Regions from separate parts of the Mus musculus genome. Here region 1 is linked to region 2. The links are chromatin contacts, called in public HiChIP or PLAC-seq maps. All regions are on one chromosome and are shown on one strand. Each heading gives the region's core, a stretch centred on a gene start, on an enhancer-like site or on the middle of the called end of the contact. The rest is flanking DNA. Distances are from core to core; before and after follow the strand shown.

Region 1 (2,700 bases), core at 198-2,697, 91 kb before region 2:
GTCCTGTTTATAATGAATCACTTTTCACTAGGCCATAGAAAAGACTTTAAAAATGCAGATCTCCCCCTCACACACATAAATGTTGCAGATGTGCAGCTTGGTCTTCATGAGGGCCCCAAACAACTGGATCAGGGGCCATCCCAAAGGCTGTTCCTGTACATAGGCTATGTTCTTCTAGCTGGCCTGCCTTGTCTGGCCTCAGTGGGAGGGGATGCCCCTAGCCCCAAGGAGACTTGGTGTGCCAGGGTGGGAGGATACGGGAGGCTCCACCCTCTGAGGTCAAGGGGAGGGGGAGGGATGACTGAGAGGAAGTGCATAAGTGGGATGTAAAGTGAATAAGTAAAAATAAAAGGAAAAAGAAAAGAATGCAGATCTTGCATACTGTGGTGGCGCATGCCTTTATCCCAGCACTCGGGAGGCAGAGGCAGGCAGATCTGAGTGTGAGGCCAGCCTGGTCTACAGAGTGAGTTCCAGGATGGTCAGGGCTACACAGAGAAACCCTGTCTTGGAACTACCACCTCACCCTTCACCCTCCACCCCCACCTCTACCCCCAAAAAAGAGAAATGGAAGTTCCTAGGCTCAGCATTACCATGGGGAAAGGGCCTTCTTGCCCCAGTTATTTATTTACATACTCAGTCATCAGTCTATTTGAAACAAAAGTAAAGATTCCAGTTGTGAGAGGCACCCTGGCATGGGAACCTGGCATGCAAATGCACACAAATGCACGCATGCACGCAGACAGTCAGAAGACATCCTTAACTATCAATTCCTCTTTGTTTTGAGGCAGGGCTTCTCACTCACTGGCTTGGAGATGGCTGTGGGGATCTGGGGTGGACCAACTGATCTGTGTCTTTAGTCCTCTACTACCCCCTCAGAAAAATTATGACTCTACCTGAGTCTTTGAGAAAGCAATGCACAGGGGAGCAAGCTCCTGGAGAGTTTGGGAGATGAAATTTGTTAATAACCTTGAGACCCTTCTTCAACTGTGGGAGTTTATTCTCCCAGAGAATTATAACTGGGTAGCAGGGAGGGCTGGGTGGGCATCCACATTGCTGCTGTTGATGTTGATGTTGGATTTGGCTTATGGCCAAAATCCATGTAGCCTCAGGAGCATTGGTTACATTTAAGCCAGAATTGCTTGCTACAGTTTGTACTTCTACTCAAAACTGTTAGCTGCCTGCTTCTCCTCAATCCTAGTCCCTCAGACACACCTGAATTCCCTGGGCTTTGAGGGGTTTGAGATTCCTTCAGGAAACAGTCATGGGGCCATTCACTAAGGTTGGCTCTGTCTGAGGACTGTGGTAGTAGCAATGTTTGCTTGCTGGTTTCCTGAGCCTTTTAAGAAGTTTTTTTTTTTTTTTTTTTTTTTGATGCAGGAGGTGGCGGGGGAGGCTGGCTGTAAGCAGCAGTAGGTGGGGCCTCACTGAGTCATTGGTATCCTGGTCCAATGATGTACACTGTGGAGCTGGCCCGATGGTCCTGTGGCCAGGGGTGCAGGGCACACACCTCTGGAGCTGTATTTTTGCACAGCTGCTTTGAGTCTGCTGTGCCTGGGAGTCAGCCTGGCAGCCTGACGGTTCTGGTTCTGGTTCTGGTGTGTTGGAGACTTAGCCTTCTGCTAGTCCTTTGATGTGGTCAGTTCAGTTTCCTCCATGCTACCTGTAGGCTGTGGCTGGGGGGCTGTGGCTGGGGGCTTGAGGGGGGGCCCATAGGCCAAGGCTCTGCACTAGGCAGCTGCTGTGCCAGGGACTGCAGGTTAGGGTTTGAAGTTGGCAATCGTAGCATCCATGGCTCATGGGTGGAGGGTTTCAGATGAGGTTTCACACTTCTAGTTTTCCTACTGGACTTGTGTGTGAGAGACCAGTCAGTTTGTAGCAACAGAAACTACACAGATAGTCCACGGTCTTGTAGTTGGACTTCTCTTCGTGTTCATAGGCTTGCACAAGTTTTTTGATGTTGGGAATTTATCCTGAACTCCCCTCCCCCACTAAAGAAAAATCAAGTATCATAAGCTGTGAAGAAGGTTTTCTGTGTGCTTGCTCTGACGCCACATGTCCAGACTTCATATGTATGTATACGTTAATAATTCTAAAGAGAAAGTTTAATATGCATCCTCCCTGCCACCCAGAGCCAAGCACTGTGTGTGTGTGTGTGTGTGTGCGCGCAGCGTCAGATCTGTTTTGCTGCGCATTGTTAGAGAGATGGGATTGTTAAGTCGGCCGTGTTTTGAATTGAACCTCCCCCCACCGTCAGAAGGCATTCACTTCCCCATCAGGAGAACATTTTCCTGAGGATGGGGTGTGTAGCTCAGAGTGCTTGGCCACAGCCAGGAAACCTTGGACTTACTCTCCAGCATAAAACTGGGTGTGGTAGCCTATGCTCATAATTGAAGCATTCACAGAGTGGAGACAGGAGGATTGGAAGTTCAAGGTCATCCTCCCCTTCGGTCTACACAAGACCTTGACTTTAATATGTAGAGCACACAGGGGCGTTCTGAACTCGGTGTTTTTCACTGAGTACACACATTTCCTGTGTTTTATGCTTTATAGTTTCCTGTTATTACTTTAAGTAATTTTAATTTTTCTGGTGTGCATTAATTTGTACCATCATGATGTGTCACAGATAAAGCCTAACCGGGAAAAGTAGGGCTTGCGTGTGTTTTCCTTCTAGTCCATCCCTGCCTTGGTCTCAGAGACTCA
Region 2 (2,700 bases), core at 10-2,509:
AATAAATTCCACTTCACCCTCAGATCTATCAGTGGTAATTACCAGGCAGGTGTGAACTGAAGAATTCTGAAAACTCAATACAATGAGAATGGGATGTTAAATGCAGTGCAGGCTTTAGAAGGCTTGGCAGTGCCTCAAAGGCTAACATGCAAAAACCTCACTAAGACCCAGGAGATACCATCACACACACATACCCAAAAACCTATAACCAGCTGCTCACAGCAGCGTTATTCAGAATAGCCAAAGAGTGGGAAAAACTGTCCATCGGTTTAAGTTATAAATAAAAACTTCCATTTACCTCACCTGGCTGAAGAGCTATGGACAGTCCACAAGAAGAGTCAGGTTTTTCAGGGACAAGCTCAAATAGACTCATAATGAAATAGTCAGCTCTACACCCAAGTACATACAGACGACACTAACTGGATCCATTACGTATGTATGTTGTATAGACGTAATATAGAATATAGATAAGAGAACATGAATTTGAATGGGAGATGAGAGGGCACTGGAGGAGTTAGAAATGAAAATACGCATCTATTAAGTTCTCAAAAAAAATAAAAACCTTAAAAAAAATTCACATGTGGGCCGAGATGAAAGCACCCACCTTTAATCCCAACATCTAAGAGGGCTCGAGGCCAGCCTGGGCTACATAGCAAGACCATTTCTCAAAACAAAACCCCCACATTTAAAGGAGGCCTGTCCTAGTGGCCGAGGCTGTATCCTGGCTCCTTGGGAAAGCAGAGGCAGGAGGAGTCCAGGTTCAAGCCCCGCCTGGGCTAAGAGAAAAGTCACATTGGAAGGAGCAATGCCCTCTTCCCAAATGCAAACCTGTGGGAAGCCACTGAGAACCTGCGCCTTTCTTTCTCAGCCTGGTCTGGTCACCGAGGCACTGCACATTTTCCTGCGCTAGCCGATCCCGGGGCGGCAGGCCCGGAGCAGCCCTAGGTCGGGCTCCGCCCTCCGCTTGGCCCCTCGGCCCGGCCCTGCCGACCGACACCCGCCCCGCCCCGGCCCGGCCCGGCCCACTCACAAGAGGAAGCTCATCCTCGCTAGCCCGAGGGGCCGTGGCCCCCGCCCCGTCAGACTCGGCGCCGCCGCGGGCACCGGGAGGCAGAGGACGGTCCGCGGCTCTACAGGGCTGCCGAAGCTTCACGGCCCGGGTTTGGTACCGAGTTCCAGCCGCCGCGACCAAGCACCGACCGCGGGCTCCTCCGCGCTGCCTCCCACAGCTCCGCGAGCCAAAATGCGGAACCAAGAGGATCTCGCGAGACCGGGCTTCTTCCCGTCCCGCTGAGCTTCACCCTGCCCCTTCCTGAGCTCAGCCAATCAGTATTCTGTGGGCACGGGAGGGAAATGGGGCCAACTAGGCGCCGCTGTCAACTGTTCCGTGGCCGAGGGACGTCTGCCAGCGCTACTTGGTGACTGTTTCGCTATTTAGAAAAACTTGATGTCTTCTCCTAAAGGAATGCTATTCTGGCCACCTCGCCTGTTGATGGACACCTGGGAGGTTTCTACACACACACTGTAACGCTGCTATGAATGTCCATGTGCATGTTCCGTGTGGGAGGATATGTTGACACCAGGTGACACTATGGTAGAATGAAGAAAAGAGGGGGGAGAAAAAAAACCTGTGGAAATAAATGAAACTGCAGATGCGCAGTGGCAAAGATCCAGTATTTTGCCGGTGGTTTAAAACCATTTGAATGCCACCTGTCACATTAATGTCATCAATTTTATTTTATCAACTTTTGGGTTCCTGTTTGTTTGCGTGTTGTTCCTTGGTTGAGACAGGATCTCAGGTGTTCCAGGCTGCCCAGGCTGGTTTAAAGTTTACTATGTCGCCAAGGATGACCCTGACCTCCTGACCGTCCTGCGTCTGCTTCCCAGGTGCGGGAATTACAGGCTTGAGCTACCACCTGCCTCCTTCTATTAACTTTTTAAACCACCTTTTATACATTTGTATTTATTAGTGTGGTATGTAGTAGTAGCTGGTTCTCCTTTTCTACCTTGATGGGGGGGGGGGCAGCCTAGGTTATCAGGATTATTCAGTAAGCTTTTTCTTTTCTTTCTTTCCTTTTTTTCACTAACTTCTGTAAATTTGTATGTGATTTAGAGTATGTGCCTTGATATATTTTTTGAATCTTTTGTTTGTTTGTTTTTGGTTTTGTTTTTTGTTGGTTTTTTTTGTTTGTTTGTTTTCCTGGTTTTTTGAGACAGGGTCTCTATGTAGTCCTGCTGTCCTGGAACTTGTTTTGTAGATCAGGCTGGCCTCGAACTAACAGATATCTTCCTGCCTCTGCCTCTTGTCCTTTTATTTGTTTATTTTTTTCATAAGTATATTTTTAAATAACATATTATTAAGGTTTGAGTCTGTGTCCTTATGTTTATATCAAGTCAGGACAAGCATGATGATACACAGCTTCTTTAATCCCAGCACTGGGAGGTAGAGGCAGATGGGTCTTTGTGAGTTCATGGCCAGCTTGGTCTGCATAGCATGTTCTAGGACAGCCATGACTACATAGAAAGACTCTCAAAAATTATATGTGTGTGTGTATGTATGTGTGTGTATGTATATATATATATATATGTATATGTGTGTATACATATATGACATTATATGTATACACACACATATATATATATATGTATATAACTATAAAAATATGATGTGAGAGGCTTGATTAAGAGCACTTAATACCT

Evidence for each region. HiChIP or PLAC-seq counts read pairs in DNA pulled down with a chosen protein or histone mark.
Region 1: an H3K4me3 HiChIP or PLAC-seq map of the SCID.adh cell line shows a contact between it and region 2, with 21 read pairs. The contact joins the enhancer-like site here to the promoter of Mob1a in region 2. A contact is called at or near these places in 1 of 484 Hi-C or Micro-C datasets (CD8 T cells), 5 of 115 datasets of contacts at active chromatin or transcription factors (CD8 T cells, the SCID.adh cell line, embryonic stem cells and 1 more) and 3 of 9 other capture datasets (adipose tissue, liver and pancreatic islet).

What each region holds. Positions count from the first base shown.
Region 1 is chr6:83,415,293-83,417,992 of GRCm38.p6, reverse strand. The region is part of intron 3 of Tet3 (tet methylcytosine dioxygenase 3); the gene reads left to right. Among named protein-coding and RNA genes, the nearest start is that of Mir6374, 16 kb to the right of the region's middle. Within about 2 kb of position 1,447, at least 80 of the 459 cell types and tissues checked have an H3K27ac peak or open chromatin away from gene starts, as enhancers often do. A contact at or near this core is called in CD8 T cells, the SCID.adh cell line, adipose tissue and 1 more, where this site is marked.
Region 2 is chr6:83,324,598-83,327,297 of GRCm38.p6, reverse strand. Mob1a (MOB kinase activator 1A) reads right to left here and starts at 1,259. Exons shown (of 6, transcript NM_145571.2): 1 at 1,031-1,259. The coding sequence starts at 1,044. It also overlaps a transcript of Mthfd2 not described here.